Regions from separate parts of the Drosophila melanogaster genome. Here region 2 is linked to region 1. The links are chromatin contacts, called in public Hi-C maps. All regions are on one chromosome and are shown on one strand. Each heading gives the region's core, a stretch centred on a gene start, on an enhancer-like site or on the middle of the called end of the contact. The rest is flanking DNA. Distances are from core to core; before and after follow the strand shown.

The links. Hi-C and Micro-C count contacts between places; a contact is called where the count stands out from the background.
Region 2: a Hi-C map of the S2 cell line shows a contact between it and region 1, with 5 times the contacts expected there. The contact joins the promoter of CG9643 here to the promoter of tho2 in region 1. A contact is called at or near these places in 33 of 107 Hi-C or Micro-C datasets (the D17-c3 cell line, the Kc167 cell line, the ML-DmBG3-c2 cell line and 13 more).

What each region holds. Positions count from the first base shown.
Region 1 is chr2L:2,140,764-2,148,157 of dm6, forward strand. tho2 (tho2,) reads right to left here and starts at 4,424. Exons shown (of 15, transcript NM_164454.2): 1 at 4,042-4,424; 2 at 3,694-3,862; 3 at 3,356-3,603; 4 at 3,157-3,290; 5 at 2,686-3,086; 6 at 1,879-2,628; 7 at 1,428-1,817; 8 at 1,022-1,369; 9 at 366-959; 10 at 1-307. The coding sequence starts at 4,268. CG11723 reads right to left here and starts at 6,512. Exons shown (of 2, transcript NM_001272977.1): 1 at 6,123-6,512; 2 at 4,534-6,050. The coding sequence starts at 6,261. The coding sequence ends at 5,137. It overlaps Tbcd (Tubulin-binding cofactor D), which reads left to right and starts at 6,755. Exons shown (of 5, transcript NM_134804.4): 1 at 6,755-7,394. The coding sequence starts at 6,884.
Region 2 is chr2L:2,976,754-2,984,147 of dm6, forward strand. CG9643 reads right to left here and starts at 2,535. Exons shown (of 1, transcript NM_001298643.1): 1 at 1,658-2,535. The coding sequence starts at 2,452. The coding sequence ends at 1,793. CG3165 reads left to right here and starts at 369. Exons shown (of 2, transcript NM_134888.4): 1 at 369-777; 2 at 834-1,747. The coding sequence starts at 489. The coding sequence ends at 1,600. Chd1 (Chromodomain-helicase-DNA-binding protein 1) reads right to left here. Exons shown (of 7, transcript NM_001273046.1): 5 at 3,883-7,394; 6 at 3,717-3,815; 7 at 2,809-3,624. The coding sequence ends at 3,423. It overlaps CG9641, which reads right to left and starts at 109. Exons shown (of 3, transcript NM_164518.3): 1 at 66-109.

The DNA.
Region 1 (7,394 bases), core at 3,174-5,673:
CGTTTCTGATCTGCATAAAGTCCTTCGAGTCCAGACAGAATACAATCGCCTTGGTAATCTTGTAGTGCCACTTGTGACACACATGCCGATAGTTTTCGTAGCCAACATGATCGTTGGCCTCTGAGAACTGATTGCTAACACGAAACTTTGTCACAAAACCAGGATAATTGGCGCACTCCTTATTAAACACCGCCTGATCCGCATGCCAACGCATCACGGTCTCGAGCATGGCGCACAAAAAGCGTCCGTACCGCGTAGCCTCGCCCTCAGTGCACGATGTTACCGAATAAGTGATGTCACAAAAGATCTGAGGACAAGAAGAAGGAGTAAGATCGAGTTTAAGTAAATGTATTTAGTCTTATTACCCTATCATAGCACAGCAAGGTTGAGAAGTTCGATGTCTTGAGATTGTGGATGGTGTGCACGAACTTCGCGCAATACAACGCATCCAGAGCTGTGAAGGTGCAACGCGGGAAGAGACAGAGCTGCAGGAATTGCGTGATGGTGTCGTTCTTTGCGGACTTGCCAGATCGTAGAAGGAACCAACTATCTTTTTGCTCCTGCAAACGCTGCGAGATCTTGTCAACGTGCTCATGCTGCTTCTTTCGCTCGTCGTTCAGCTTCTCCATTAGCGCAATGTAGCGCTCCTGCTCCTTCTTGTTCTTAGATTGGTTAGAGTCTTTGCCTTCTGCCGCTTGCTGGGCCAGCTGCTTTAGCTTGGCAACCTCCCTCTGATAGCTTTCGTTCGGCACGTGCAGATCGTACATGCTCAGACTCCAAAAAGTTACCAGGAACTGCGGACTAATGTCCTCCCACACCTTGGAGCTGTGCAGTGGACGAACAGACTCTACAATAGGGTTCATGATCAGCTGCGTAGCTTCCAAATACTTCTGGAGCTTTTGCGTCGTGGTGAGCTTCTTGGCGTTAGGGTCATCCTTGCGCAATTGATCATATTTTTGCTGTAAGAGGGATTCGGTTAACCTTTTTGTAATATTTTGCAGAATGGTTTGCTCGAACTTACATTGATCTGATGAGTAAACATGGGCCTAGCCAAGAAGAAGGCCACATCCGTGTTTATGTGGTACTCTCGAAGCATGGTTATAATCGAGGGCAACCGCTCCACATACTCATCCACAGAATAGGTGGAGCCTAGGAACGTACCAAACTGGACGAGTGTGTCTTGGCACTGATCATACAGATTTCCCACTAACTTCAAATGGCTGTGTGCCGCCGTCTCACGATAAATGACGCAGTGTTTCTGTTGAGCCATCAAAAGGCAAATAGCCACGGCAAGATCGTTATTGGCCAATGCCTCCTTTAGGCGATTAGAGGACTTTTTCGTATTCCTCACTTGACTAAAGTAGCCAGCCTATAGCGACAAATACACTCAATTAACAGAACAATATTGCAGTGACTTGGATAATTACCTCTCCCCTGAGCTGCTCACCACCACACATGGCTTGCAACTGATCATTAGTCATCTCCTCGCAGGACTCCACGCCTGCCATCTTATGCACGATCTCCCTCAGAATCAGTAAGTCCAGGCTCTTCTGCGACTTTAACTGATTGGCCACATACTGAAGCAGACCACTTAGCTCAATGCTGTACTTCTTGTATATGGTGCCGCAGAAGGAGGCAAGACTTTGCAGCCACAAGGATAACGAAGTGCCGTCATCCTTGAACCTGAGACGACCTGTTAACGTCAACGACTCGATGATGCAGTATCCCAAACAGTCAAAGGATAAGGCAGTAAGATACTTGAGCAGGTCGCAGACCGGACCAATTAGATTATCATAGATTTGAATTTGCAAGAGAATCTGTTGAAATAGTAATGGAAATGAATAAACTGTTTTGGAATAGTACCTAGATGAAACTCACATAGTCGAAAAGCAGTCCTGGCGCACAATGGCTATACTTTCCTACCAGTCGTCCCAGCTGCTTGACGTTCTCCTTGCTCACGCGCTTCATTAGGGCCTTAATATCCCGTTGTGCCAATCCACATCTCCTGATCAAATTGGGATGCAGCTGATAGCTGTCGTTCTTCCAACGCGCATACAAACTGTAGCGAAAATGATACGGGAAATATTTAAGCACAGCCCAGATCTCTTCGGACATGGAACAGTTGTTGTCCAAGTATAGAAGGGAGGGTAGAATGCAGGCGTCCAGCGAGCTCATAATGTCATAGTAGTGCTGCTCTGCTTCCGAATTCGGCGGAGGTCCATTTAGGCTGTCCACGCCCATATCGACAACTAGTTTCCGCATAATACGGATTAGTTTGTACATCAGCACAGTGTCGTAGTGCATGGCAGGTCCCAACACGTTAGCCATCGGCCAGGTGTACTTCCTTAAGTCGCCGAATTCCTTTGCCTGCATCTTGGCCACCAACTTGGAATCCTCATACAGGCGATTGCGGCTCGGCCTACGTCCTGCGGGAGCCTTAAAACACTTTTTGTAATAAATATTCTCCACGGACAGGTGAATCAGATCGGCAATGGCACGGGCAATGGGTTCCTGCAATACAACCGCCTGCTCGGGAAGCTTCTGGATGATCTTGTACGCATTCTCCCAGTCGCCAACTTTAAGCAAAGCTTCGCAGAGGCCAAATTTTTGGTTTGCATTGTATTTTTCCTGCGAATAAAACGATATCGTTAGTAGAATCCCTCAAAAAACGTTTATTAAATCTACCTCATTGAACTTCTTAACTGAAGGCGGCGGTGGTGGATCCTTTTCGTCTTCCTTCTTATTGGTTTGTATAAGGTTCAGCTTGCGGACCATTTCCCTGGCATCAGCCAGGTCTTCCTCCCAGTCCGCCTTAATGCTCCCATCGTTTGGAGTCAACCACACGTATACATCGTTCAGAGCAATGACGCCATGCTTAAGCAAAAGAGCACATACATGATATAACGAGCGGGGAGTGCGGGAGTCCTTAAAGTGGCAGAACTTGTAGCCGAGGACTTCGCAAATAATGGCACCAGTGGGCATGTAGCTGCGCAGCAGGGGTATGAACAAGTTCCATCGATCCGGACGAGTTTCAAAGGACTCGATAATAATGTCCAGCACACGATTAGGATCCAGATTGAAGCAGCCTGCAATTCAATTAACAATTAATGCAGTCGGTTTGACTGTGTTTCCTCATAGCTATCAAAACTATCTTACCTATAAGGGATTTTATGATATCCATTATGCTCTCTGGAGTGGTGTTCTCGTCGAACTCCTGGTTTAGCTCTGTGATAAGCTTGGCAAACCCTTCACTCTCCTCGCGGAAAAGGTTAAACCGACGCTGCTTGTAGCTTAAAGGGAAAGTAGAGATTATATATTTTATTAACCTCAAATCGCTTTTACTATATGTACGTACTATAGCTTGGTTTTGACCTTGATGAACTTAGAGTAAAAGCTCTTGTTCTTGACGATTCCCGCCTCCTGCAACGTATCGATTTCCAAACGTTCTTTCAAAAGACTTTCTGGAATCACCCTGTCCAAGTCTTTAACAAGTTGCACAAAGGCATGTCGTTCTTCCTGAAGTCCATCGGTTATAAGGGAGGTTTCGCTGTCCAGAATGTTAACCACGTCCACTATAAGGCTGGGAAAGTCCGCATGGAGGGCCTGCAACATAGGAAAACGTTATATATAGCGACAATTGTTAAGAAGTAAATGCCTTATAAATCTTTCTTTACAACAACAAATTCAACTCACCACGACTTCCAGGAGCAGGTGGAGTACTATGTCTTTTTTGTGAGTGAAGCGCAGAGTCTGCCAAAGAAGCTGGTATATGGCATTGGAGATGCCCTGCTTAAAGACGCCGTTCTTGTCGTAAACGGGCGTATCCGCCGCATCCTGCAACTGATGCTTGAGGTACTTCAGGCTAGAAGTAAACGTGTAATTTAGCTAGGGAACGAGGAACAGTCAGTCCAAACAGTCGATCCAGCAGCAAGACACAAACTGACGACAGCCACTGTACTGCGAGTGCGAGTGTTTGGGCGCGTGTGCATATATCTCTGGCTGCGTTTGCATCGGTGTCGGAGCGTGGTACCACACACGTACAATTCACTGCGTCCGGATTTGTCCAAGTGCTTGAAGACCTCCGGATTGAGTGTGCCTGGCTGATTGCCGCCGGCTCCGCTACTGGCGGCTGCTCCGTTCGTGTCCGACGATGCGGAGGTCCGATTATCCGCCGTCGCCGCCGCATCGCCGCCACCAACGCCATCCTGCGCTCCCGTAACGCTCTTCAGCTTTTTCAGCCGGCGCAACCGGTCTGTGGATCTCTGCATCCTCGGATCAGGTGGTACACGCGGGCGCTTTGCTGCGGGGGCTGAATTCTGCTCCCGAATCGATTAGATCGTTGTACTTGTCGAAATATTTGACAAATTTTCACACTTTTTTTTAGTTAGTTCCGCCAGTGTGACCGTACTGCTGCCTAACTAAATACCATTCGCCGAAACGAAAACGTCCGACTGCCAAATGCCAAGTTACTTTTTTTCTGGAACGTTAGACAAGGAACATAAACTAGCAAATAATCTTGAATTGTTATTATTTATATATATATAGATATATATTATTATATATAAATTATGCACCGGACGTCAATTTTCATTACAATTGAACTGAGATTGTTTTCGACCAAGTTGCCTCTTTTATTTGTTTTATTTATGGTTGACATTTCGTAGTGGAACATCGGGAAATGAAACCGAATCGATTTTAGGATTATCTCACCTTAAAATCATTGGACCTTTTTTAAATCGTATGCACATATTTATTACGTGTCTATTCGAAAACAGAATCTTAAATCAATTCAAATCCATTAAAATTCCTTCCAGATGACATCCCAATGATAAGCTAAACCTTAAAATTTAATCAGCATCAGCTGTTATTTTGTTTGTATATTCCATTTCGTGTAAATTGCTTTAAAACAGCCCGCGAATGGCATACCCGGAGTCAAAATGGTTAAATTATTGGACAATACAAATCAATATTTTACAAGCAATTCAGCGTGTGGATAATGGTCTTATGATAGGCATTTTGCCAAACAACTACTCATGTATGAGTAGGGTTTCATCTAAGACTTGTAACAATATGAAAGGAATACTCCTTAGAGAATTATTGGTGAATGTAAAATCGTAAAAATTTGGTATGAAGTCTTCATAGCAGAGGCTCATTCTCTATCTTGACATCGCACTCAACCATGGAGCTGTCGACATAGTCAAACGAAGTTGGTGTTTTTCGGCTACTGATTTGGTAGCTGGAATTGGATAGATGGTACTGGGATTTCTCCAGCTGAGTGGCAAAACTGGAATTCGGGGCTGGTGTTAGTTTGGGCATGCTGCGCTCTAGAACGTCTTCGGGTCCCGCCGCCGCGAGCATGTGCTGATCCTCCTCCCTGAGTTCCACCAGAACGCGCGCCATCTCCATTCGAAACTTAAGATTGCTAATGGCTGACAGAGACTTTACGTGCGGCATCATGCTCATCAAGAAACTCAAGTCCGAATCGTTCTTTAGATCGGGTTCAGTGGTAGACTTTGACGCCTGGCTGGCGTATCCATTCAATAAGGGGACATCGTTAGACGGCGAAGTTTTCCTCCGACGTCCTCTCTTCGAAGGCGGGGGTGGACGTGGCAGGAATTGTTGGTGGCGCGGCAAGTGTATGGGCAATGTGGGCGATAGATCCTGATCGGAACGATGGGCGCCCGAGGATGAAGAATCCAAAGGCTTGATCAGCGAGCCTTTATCCGAGCCAGAGTCCTGGGGCACTGACGGCTCCCGCTTAAATATGTCCTCGATGATTTCAAAGTCAACAGAGTCATCATTGTCCAAATCCAAATCGATAGCGAAGTCAACCAGTCGGGTGGGCTCGAAGACTTCCGGCTGCTCGGTGTTCATCACGAAGGGCTCTGGTGGAAAGGGCACCAGGCCCTCCGGATCGAAGATTTGGCGCATGAACTCCAGTGAGCGAAAGTATGGCCAGTGGGACATCTCGATTCGTTTCTGCTGTATCTTGCGCACCTCTGCCCGGTAGCTGTCCCGCATTCCCTTGAAACGTTTCTTGCAGATCGAGACTGCAAAATGACCAGGTGTTATTTATAGGTTTCCTAGGCATATAAAACCCTCCTCGTTTATCCGCCACTCACCATCCTGCTGCATTATCTGCGCGACACTCGCCCACTGGAGAGCTGCGTCCTGGTTGCGGTACGAAATGGACATGTTTGTGTCCCACAGGCACCGCCGCTTGGACACCTCCTGTATGAGACGGTAGTTATCTGATTTCATGGCGCAGTGGACCAGAAATTGCGGTTTGTCCACAAATGCAATGCTCCGAAACTTGCGGATCCCGAATTTTCAACGCAATTTTCACAGCAATGACCGCGCTCACAGCAAACTCGACGAATGTGTGAGCGGTTTCGACCCGACGGTAACACTTTTAATATCCCAAATTCGGGCTTGCTTTGCTGCGTTTTGGTGGAATATACAAAATCTTGCTCTTGCTAAATCTCGCAGTTTCGCTTGCCACTACAAATAAATGATTAATTGCGCCTGGCAGCTCTGGTCGAACAGCTGCTTAACGGTATTACCAGGTGCATGCAAAACGGCCACACCAAAGGCACTATGACACTAGATGAACTTATTTAGTAGGATTTATTACAAACGTTTAAAGAGCACAATGTACAATAACTGCATTTGATTCCAAAAAAAAATGTTAGTTTAAAGATAAAGAATTAGATAAAGACCCTTTTGGTCGAAAAACAGTAAGAAAGAGACGAGTCAGTTCGTGGTGTCATACCAGCATACTTTCATTGGGGTTGCAACCCTGGCAGTAAAACAAATGATTCACAAACGAATTGATTTTGTTGCCGGCTGTGGGTTTAAAACTCGATAAAATCGTCAAGCAGCCATGTCGAATTCTGTGGAAGAGTGCAAGGATGAGGACCTGCCGGCAAACACGCTGGAGCACTTCACCGAACTGCAGCAGGTGCTGGAGATGATCGACAACATCAAATCCATTGCCGCTAACACCTTCGAAAGGGAGTTCGAGCAGTACGCCCAGGTTTTGTCTAGATATCAGGAGCAGCCACACCTCTTGGATCCACATTTGGAGGAGTTACTCGGCAAACTGCTCCACAAGATTCGGAAGCCAGATCTAGACACTGGAGAGCTTCATGCAGCCTTCAAGTATCTCTACATCATCTGCAAAGTGCGCACCTATAAGGTCCTGGTAAAGTTTATGCCACACGAACTGAGCGATCTGGAGTTTGTTCTGGATTTGCTGGGTCAGCAAAATCCCAAGGAGTTCGAACAGTGGGAAACGCGCTATATACTGCTCCTGTGGATGTCTATCCTGGTCCTAAATCCCTTTCACATGTCGAGACTAGATGCCTATGACACCTCCACATCTGCTCCCACCA
Region 2 (7,394 bases), core at 1,285-3,784, 830 kb after region 1:
CATTCCCGTTCCTGGCGGTAGGTGGCCTCCATTTTCTAATTATTCTAGTTAGTTCTAATACTCACACAAAATGTTAACTGCACTTGTCGACGTTTGCTGCAAAAGTGAGGAATTAGGTGTAATTCATCCGCTGAGTTAGAGACAGCAAATCCTGGCCTGCTTTGCGTGACACGGGAGCCTAGTGTCAAATTTAAGTTTAGTATTGCCAGCGCGCTTTCTTGCCAATCATTTATTATAGTTGACTAGATTGGGCAATAATCTGGTATATTTTTCAACCGTCTTTTTTTTAAATTAACAATTCTGTTAGTGCACACACTGAGTTTATAAGTTTGTCACGATAGTTCACTGTGCCATCTCTATGTTTTCAAGGCAACAGTAGTGTTGGCAAATGTAATGAGAACTCCGTGTTGGTCCTCAAACATTTTGAATAAAACGAAATATATGTACATACTATGTACATGCACTTTTAGCCACCAGTTGCGCTCTTAATGGCTCCGAACGATGCAGTTGCGGAGCACGCGGAGGAGCAGCCAAAGATTTCCACATTTGCCGTTCTGGACCTAGAGACCACCAACTTGCCTGCCTACAGGAACAACCGAGTGAGCATTACGGAGTTGTGCATTTACGCCTTTGAAGCCGCGCTCCTTAAGAAGAAAAAGAAGGAGCAGGACCAGGATGAGCAGCAGGAGCTGCCAGCGGCACCGCGGGTGCTGCACAAATTGAATGTGCTCTTCCAGCCGTCCATGGTAGTGGACCCGGAAGCGGAGAGAATAACAGGTTAGCTGCAAAATGCACCCGTGAGTCATTCACATAATGATTTTATCACCCAATAGGTCTGAGCAACTACTTGCTGGAGCGGGAGTCCCAGCTAGACACGGATGCCGCGCAACTCATCGTCAGTTTTCTAAAGCACTTGCCGAGTCCGGTTTGCCTGGTGGCTCACAATGGTTGGGGCTTCGATTTTCCCATTCTGAGGCAGGCATTTGAGAAACTAAACATAGAGCTTCCCCAATCCCTGACTTGTGTTGACTCACTGCGCGCCTTCATGGAGATTGACGACACACAACAAAAAGAAACCAGTCAGTTGAAAGTACCCAACGATGTGCAGGAAATCATTCCGGAGCTGAAACCCAAACAGAATACTGAAACTTGCCTCAAGGAGCCAGAAGCGGTCGTGAACATCGATTGGCGAACCAGAAACGAAACCACTCCAAATCGTCCAATTTTAAAGCCTACAGAGGCATTCGCCAAGCGTAAGTTATTACGCGACGGCGATGAGGATGACTTGGAGGAGCAGACCCCTCCCAAGCGGAAACCCGATGAGTTTAGGTCACGACGCCAGCTGTTCAGTGGATGCAAGTGTGCCGAGAACAAACGCTATCCCCCCCGCGGAGTTTATAATTTGGAAAGTCTCTACACGAGAATATTTAAGATACCAGCACTTAGTGCTCACCAGGCAGAGGCTGATGTAGTCATGACCACAAAACTGATACAGCATTACGGCATTGATTTCCTGGCCTTCGCCGAGGAGCAGGCCATTCCATTCCAGCAAGTGGTGCCACTTGGCTCTCCTGTTTGTCGAAAAAAGAGCGCAATCTAACAAATTCTATTCCAGCATGAACTTCATTTTAAAATGTAATGGATTATTATATTTTTTATAATGTAGGATTTTAATAATTGATTTTTAATGTGTTATTATAAATATTTTTATAATAAGTATATTTGTATAAAAGTGTCCAGTCCAACCAGCTTTCCCGGAGAAAAAAGTTATTCACTTTGAGATACAACATGTTTATTCCTTTTTCCTTTTGAAAACAATTGAGGTTACCACATTGCCCACCTTGCCGCCAAACTTAAAGGTCGGCGTGGGAATGGTATAGTACTTGACAAACTTCTCGGCAAAGCTATCCACCAGCTCGTCCTCGGTCCAATTGCACGACGTGATTACAAACAGGCTGTCAGCAGTTCGCAGCAACTTTTCCACCGTGTCCAGGTAGAGAGCACGTTTCTCCTTGGCATTATCCGGACAAAGACTGACTGCATCGTAGGTTCCCTTGTCGTGCACCACGTCAAATTGGCCCAGCTCGTTCTGCGGCTGGGTTAAGTCCGCCACCTTGTATGTGATGCTCAGCTTGTTATCCTCCGCAATGTTTTGCGCCAGCTCGACGGCTTTGGGAGAGTAGTCCACGCCGGTCAGGTCTCCGGTGAAGCCTTCATTTGCCAGGCCCACTAGGAACATGCCATTGCCGCAGCCCAGGTCCAGCACTCGACTCGCCTCCTTGTCGATCTTCTCCTCGTTAAGCAGCCAGTCGATCGTTCGCCATTGGGCACTTTCGTCAAACCAGATCTCGCCCACGTCGCCGTGGCTCTTGTAGTTTCGTATCTCCCGGTTGTAGCTGGACTCCCAAAATTCCTTGGTGCCAAGTTCCGATCCGTTCAGCTCGCTATCCATTATTTCGTGGTTATTTTGTAATTAATCCGCAGCAATCAAATCAAACGCGGAGGCAAATGTTTTCGAAGTTCGAAACAGCTGAGCCGCAGATGCATGTGCGTCGGGTCAAGATAGCGCCGTAAGGTTGGTTTCGAAAATGGAACGAGAAAAATCTGAATTTGGGGAATTTTATTCTGTAAACAATTTAAATATAGGGGGATGCTTTTTAGAATTATGATAACACATAGGGTTCAATTTATATATTTTATAATTTATTGATATATATATATATATATATATAATAGATTTCTCAGACACTACAACGTAATTTAAATATTTATGTATAATTAATTTTAACTAGATTACAATTCTCTGGATCATTCACTGATTTTTTTTATTTTTAAACGTCTTATAAAAGTTCGAATGCAATGGAGACATTAAACAAATGATTAGTCTGCTGCTTGCTTTAATAACCGTAATACGAATCTTCAAGGGACCCATTGCTTTCGTGCTTACAATCATATGATGATAGTGTTTAAATATAGTGAGAATTTGTTGTTGGTTTAAAAGCTTTTGAACGACTGGTTCGCACCGTGGGCCACCTAATAAACCACACAGCATGCATTCGCAGCCAGCCGCATCTTCCGTGCAGTTGGCCAGTATAAAAACGATGTTCCGCAATGATGAAGGACGAGTTAAAGCCTACGCTACGATTTATACACGGAAAGTCTAAGATTAGGTTGCAGGTATTGCCACTAAACCCTGGATGATGCAATGCCGGCCCTCTGTGCGATCGGATGTATAGTCATTTATAGAAGTATAGTTAGCTGCTAGGAATTACTTGTACAGGTGTATGGAGCTACGCTTAACGTACTGTATGCGGGTTGGTTTTACTGTGTCGAGTGGCTGGCCAGGACACGATGGCCCGCCAGCCGGGCTTAAGTCTAAGTGTTTTATGTACAATCGACAGTCGGCCCCCAGAGCTGACTCCTCAGGTCTGCGTGCGCCGCTCGTAGTCGCTGCGTCTGTAGTCGGCAGGATAGTCTCGCGGCATGACCGGATATCCGCGTGGGTCACTGCGGTAGACAGACGACGGTGGCGGTAGGCCCGGAACGGCTCCATTAGGCAATCCATAGTAATTGGGCGGCAGGTAGTGGCTTGAGTAAGGATGCGGTGGCAAGCCAGACGGATATCTGAAATGAAGGACCACGAAATGAGTCAAATGATACACAATGTTAGATAAAACAAATTTAGGAAAAGGATGTAAGCCTGAGCGATTAATTACCTGCGCTTCTCGGGACGACGGTCGCGTTCGCGATGATAGCTGCCTTGACCTCCCCCACTGCGCCCATATCCATCGTAGCGATCCCGTTTGTAATCCTGGCTGTATCTGCAAAAGTAAAGCATATTAGAAATCCACTTGCAGGAACAAAGCCCGTTTCGATCATTACCTATCGCGGGATTGCCATCGCTCCATTTCCGGCGTGTAGCCGGATGGCGCGGGCGGTGGATCATAGCCGCCCCGGCCAGTACGGGGTGTAGATGGGGAGGTGGGGCCCTGGCGCCGGGAATTGCTGCCGCCTTCGTAGCTACCACTTCCCATGGGTGGGCCACTGCCACCGTAGTAGTCGGGACCGCGATGGTGCTTCTTACGGTCCTCGTGACGGTCCATGTTCAGCCGTTTGAAGGACATGGACTTGAGGTTGTCGCCGATGCCTCCGCCGGGGGCACCTGCTAGTCCGCTGCTTGCATCAGCGTCGTTCTCATCCCGCTTACGCTTTAGGGGAGGGTCAGCGTAACGACCGGAGGTGGGTATACCCGTTTCCGGATACCGCGCCTGTCCACTGCGTTCCTTGTCCTTGTCCTTTTTCTTCTTTTTGCCCCCACTCCTGTCGCGCTCCTTTTCTTTTTCTTCAGTAGTCACACCGTTGGGTTTAGACTTGGCCGGACTTCCTGACGAGCCCTTGTCTTTTCCCTTCGCCTCGCCATCGCCGCCCGCTTTCTGCTTGAGTGCGTGTTTGTAAATCTTGAATAGGCGCTTGGCATCCAGCTCAGTGAATTTCGACACAAAGTACCAAAGGTTACTGCGCCATTCCTTTTTCTCTGTCTCGGCGTAGGGATTGAGGCAAACATCGATCTGCTTGCCAATTTGAAGCAGGCAATCCCTCGTGTGCTGCAGCTGATCCTGGTCGGAAAGACTGACATCCGGCTGGTCCAGCGCCTTGAGGGCCTTCTTCACCGGCCGCATTTTTTCTTTGCACTCGTTAAAAATGCTGGGATCTAGGTCACCCAGGACCTCCAAAGCCCTAGGTTCATTGTTCGCCGTAAAGTGCATCGGCTTGTTGCCGTTGTTGTCCGAGGCGCTGGTTTTCTTCGAACGAGCCTTGGATTTTTTGGCTTTCTTCGCAGGGTCACCGTGCTGTTCCGTAGCTGGAGCATTGTGCGGCGACGCGGTAGATGGATCTACTTGACTGTTACTGCTTTCGGCGACGGTGCGTGCGTCGCCAGCAGCGTCCTCGCCATCGTGCGGCTTAGCATCGATGGTCGAACTAGCAGACTGGCTTGCCGCCTTGGCATCGTTAGCTCGCGATGCTCTGGGGCGCCGTTGTCGGCGTTGTCCTCCCTTGGTCAGCTCCACGTTCTTCTTGATGATCTTGAGCAGGTACTCGGCACGCGTCTGCAGCTGCTTGGCCTGGGGCTTGCGCGTATCGTTAAGCAAAATCTTGTCGGTCAGTTTGAGCGTGGGGTCTAGCTTCATCTGCTCCCAGGATCCAATGCCGTACTGGTAAATGCCGCACAGTAGCTTCGTGTCCTCCTCGATGCCCCAATCCACGTCGAAGACCGGGGCGCGTGTCTTGATATTGAAGCTCCATTGCTGGCGCTCTTCGGGCATGCTGGGCATGATCTCGTTGAGCGGCTGAAGCTCCTGTTCGCAGGCCAGCAGCTTTTTGGCATTAAAGGAGACGCCACCCAGCTTAACGGAGAAGGTGGCGCGTGCGCGGCGCTGCTTGGCGCCCGGCGTCTCATCCGTCGCCGCAGTCTTACTCTCTTCCTCCTTGTGCTCGTGCAGGAACTGAACGCAGCGGTCATGCAGCATCTCTCCGAGGCGCTTCAGTTCCGCCAGTGGCTTTTCCTGCAGCTCAGCATCACATGCGATGGCCTCCATGCGGTGGAGAGGAGCGGGAAACTTTTTGTAACTGCGAATGAAGCGACGCAACTCCGCATCAGTGAATCCGGTGATCTTCTCCTTCATGGTCGGCCGCCCGCGCTTGCGAGGTCGTCCATCGTCACCACTGCCGTCGGAGCCCAGCTCGTAATCCGAGTCGCCACCGGAGTCGTCTGCCTGCTGTTTCCCCTTGCCCCCCTTGCCAGCTCCACGCTTCCCTTCGTTTTGGTTAGCGGCAGTTTTCCTCCGGGGTGGCAAGTAGAGATCTTCCATCTCTTTTGCTCGCTCCTGATCGTCGATTGCTTTACGGAAGCCTTCCGGAATGATGTCGTCCCAGTCCTTACTGTCATCCTCCTCGCCGGCGGCATTTTGGTCTTGCTTGCTAACCGAATCGCTCGGTTCCTCTTCGAAAGCAGCTATGCTGGCCACTTTGAAGGCGGACAACAAGTCGTCTGCTGGCATTTCCGGATCTTCGTTGCGGGTCTCCGCCCTGCGCAGAATTTCATCAATGTCACAAACCAAGTCGTCGTCATGCTCCTGTTCGTCCTTGAACAGCTCCTCTGCACCAAACTTCAGGATAGCAGAAAGATCGTCCTTGTTGAACGGATTCGAGTTAGACGAGTGCCCGTTGCCGCTCTTATCCAGAACAGTGCGTCCTGTAGTGTCCATCCGCTGAATGACCAGGTGGTCCAGTACCATTTTCTGTTTGGCTCGCTCCACGATCTGTTCCTCCACCGACCGGGCGGTGACCAGGCGATAAATGTTAACCTGGTTTTTCTGACCGATTCGATGCGCTCTCGCCTGCGCCTGTAAATCGTTTTGGGGGTTCCAGTCGGAGTCAAAGATGATAACAGTATCGGCTGTGGCCAAGTTAATGCCCAATCCACCAGCCCTTGTCGAAAGCAGGAAGCAAAAGTCCTGGCTACCCTCTGCATTGAAGTGATCCAGAGCCTGGCGCCTCATCTCTCCCTTTATGCTGCCGTCGAGGCGCTGGAAAGGGAAGTGACGCTTCTGCAGATAGTCAGCCAGAACGTCCAGCATGCGCACCATTTGGGAAAAAATCAGCACGCGGTGGCCCGTCTCTTTCAGTCGGCAGAGTAGCTTATCGAGCAGCACAAGCTTTCCGGATCCCTTAAGAAGAGTTTGCAATGCCTCATCCTGCTGCAGACCCATAAGCTCAAACTCGGATGGTCGGATGAGAGCCGCGTGGTTGCAGCACTTCTTTAGCTCGATGACTATGTTGAGGAAAGTGGAGGTACTGCCCCGCTTTCCCTTGCGCAGTGCATCAAAGTTTTTGGTTAGGATCCACTTGTAGTACTGTTTCTGCAGAGAGGTCATCTCGACCCGCAGGATCTGCTCCACTTTAGCCGGCAGCGATTTCTCCACATCCTTCTTCACTCTCCGCAGAATATACGGCTCCAGCTGTTGATGCAACCGAGTGTAGCCCTTGTCCTCCGCATTGCCATGCTGCACCTCGAAATTCTCCCACGTGTCAAACTTATCCGGCATGATGAAGTGCAGCAAAGCCCAGAGCTCCTTCAGCGAATTCTGCAGCGGGGTACCTGTTATGAGCAGTCGATGGTTAGTGTCAAACTCCTTCAGCGACTTGTAGAGCAGTGAGTCGTCGTTCTTAAGACGATGCGCTTCGTCCACCAGGAGCGCAGCCCACTGAAGCGTGCCCAGAAATTGTTTATCCTTGAGCACAATCTCGTACGTTGTGAGAATGCAATTGAATTTAAGCCGCTTGGAGCTCTCAAACTGCCATTCGTACTGTTGAATGAGCTCGCGGGATTTAAT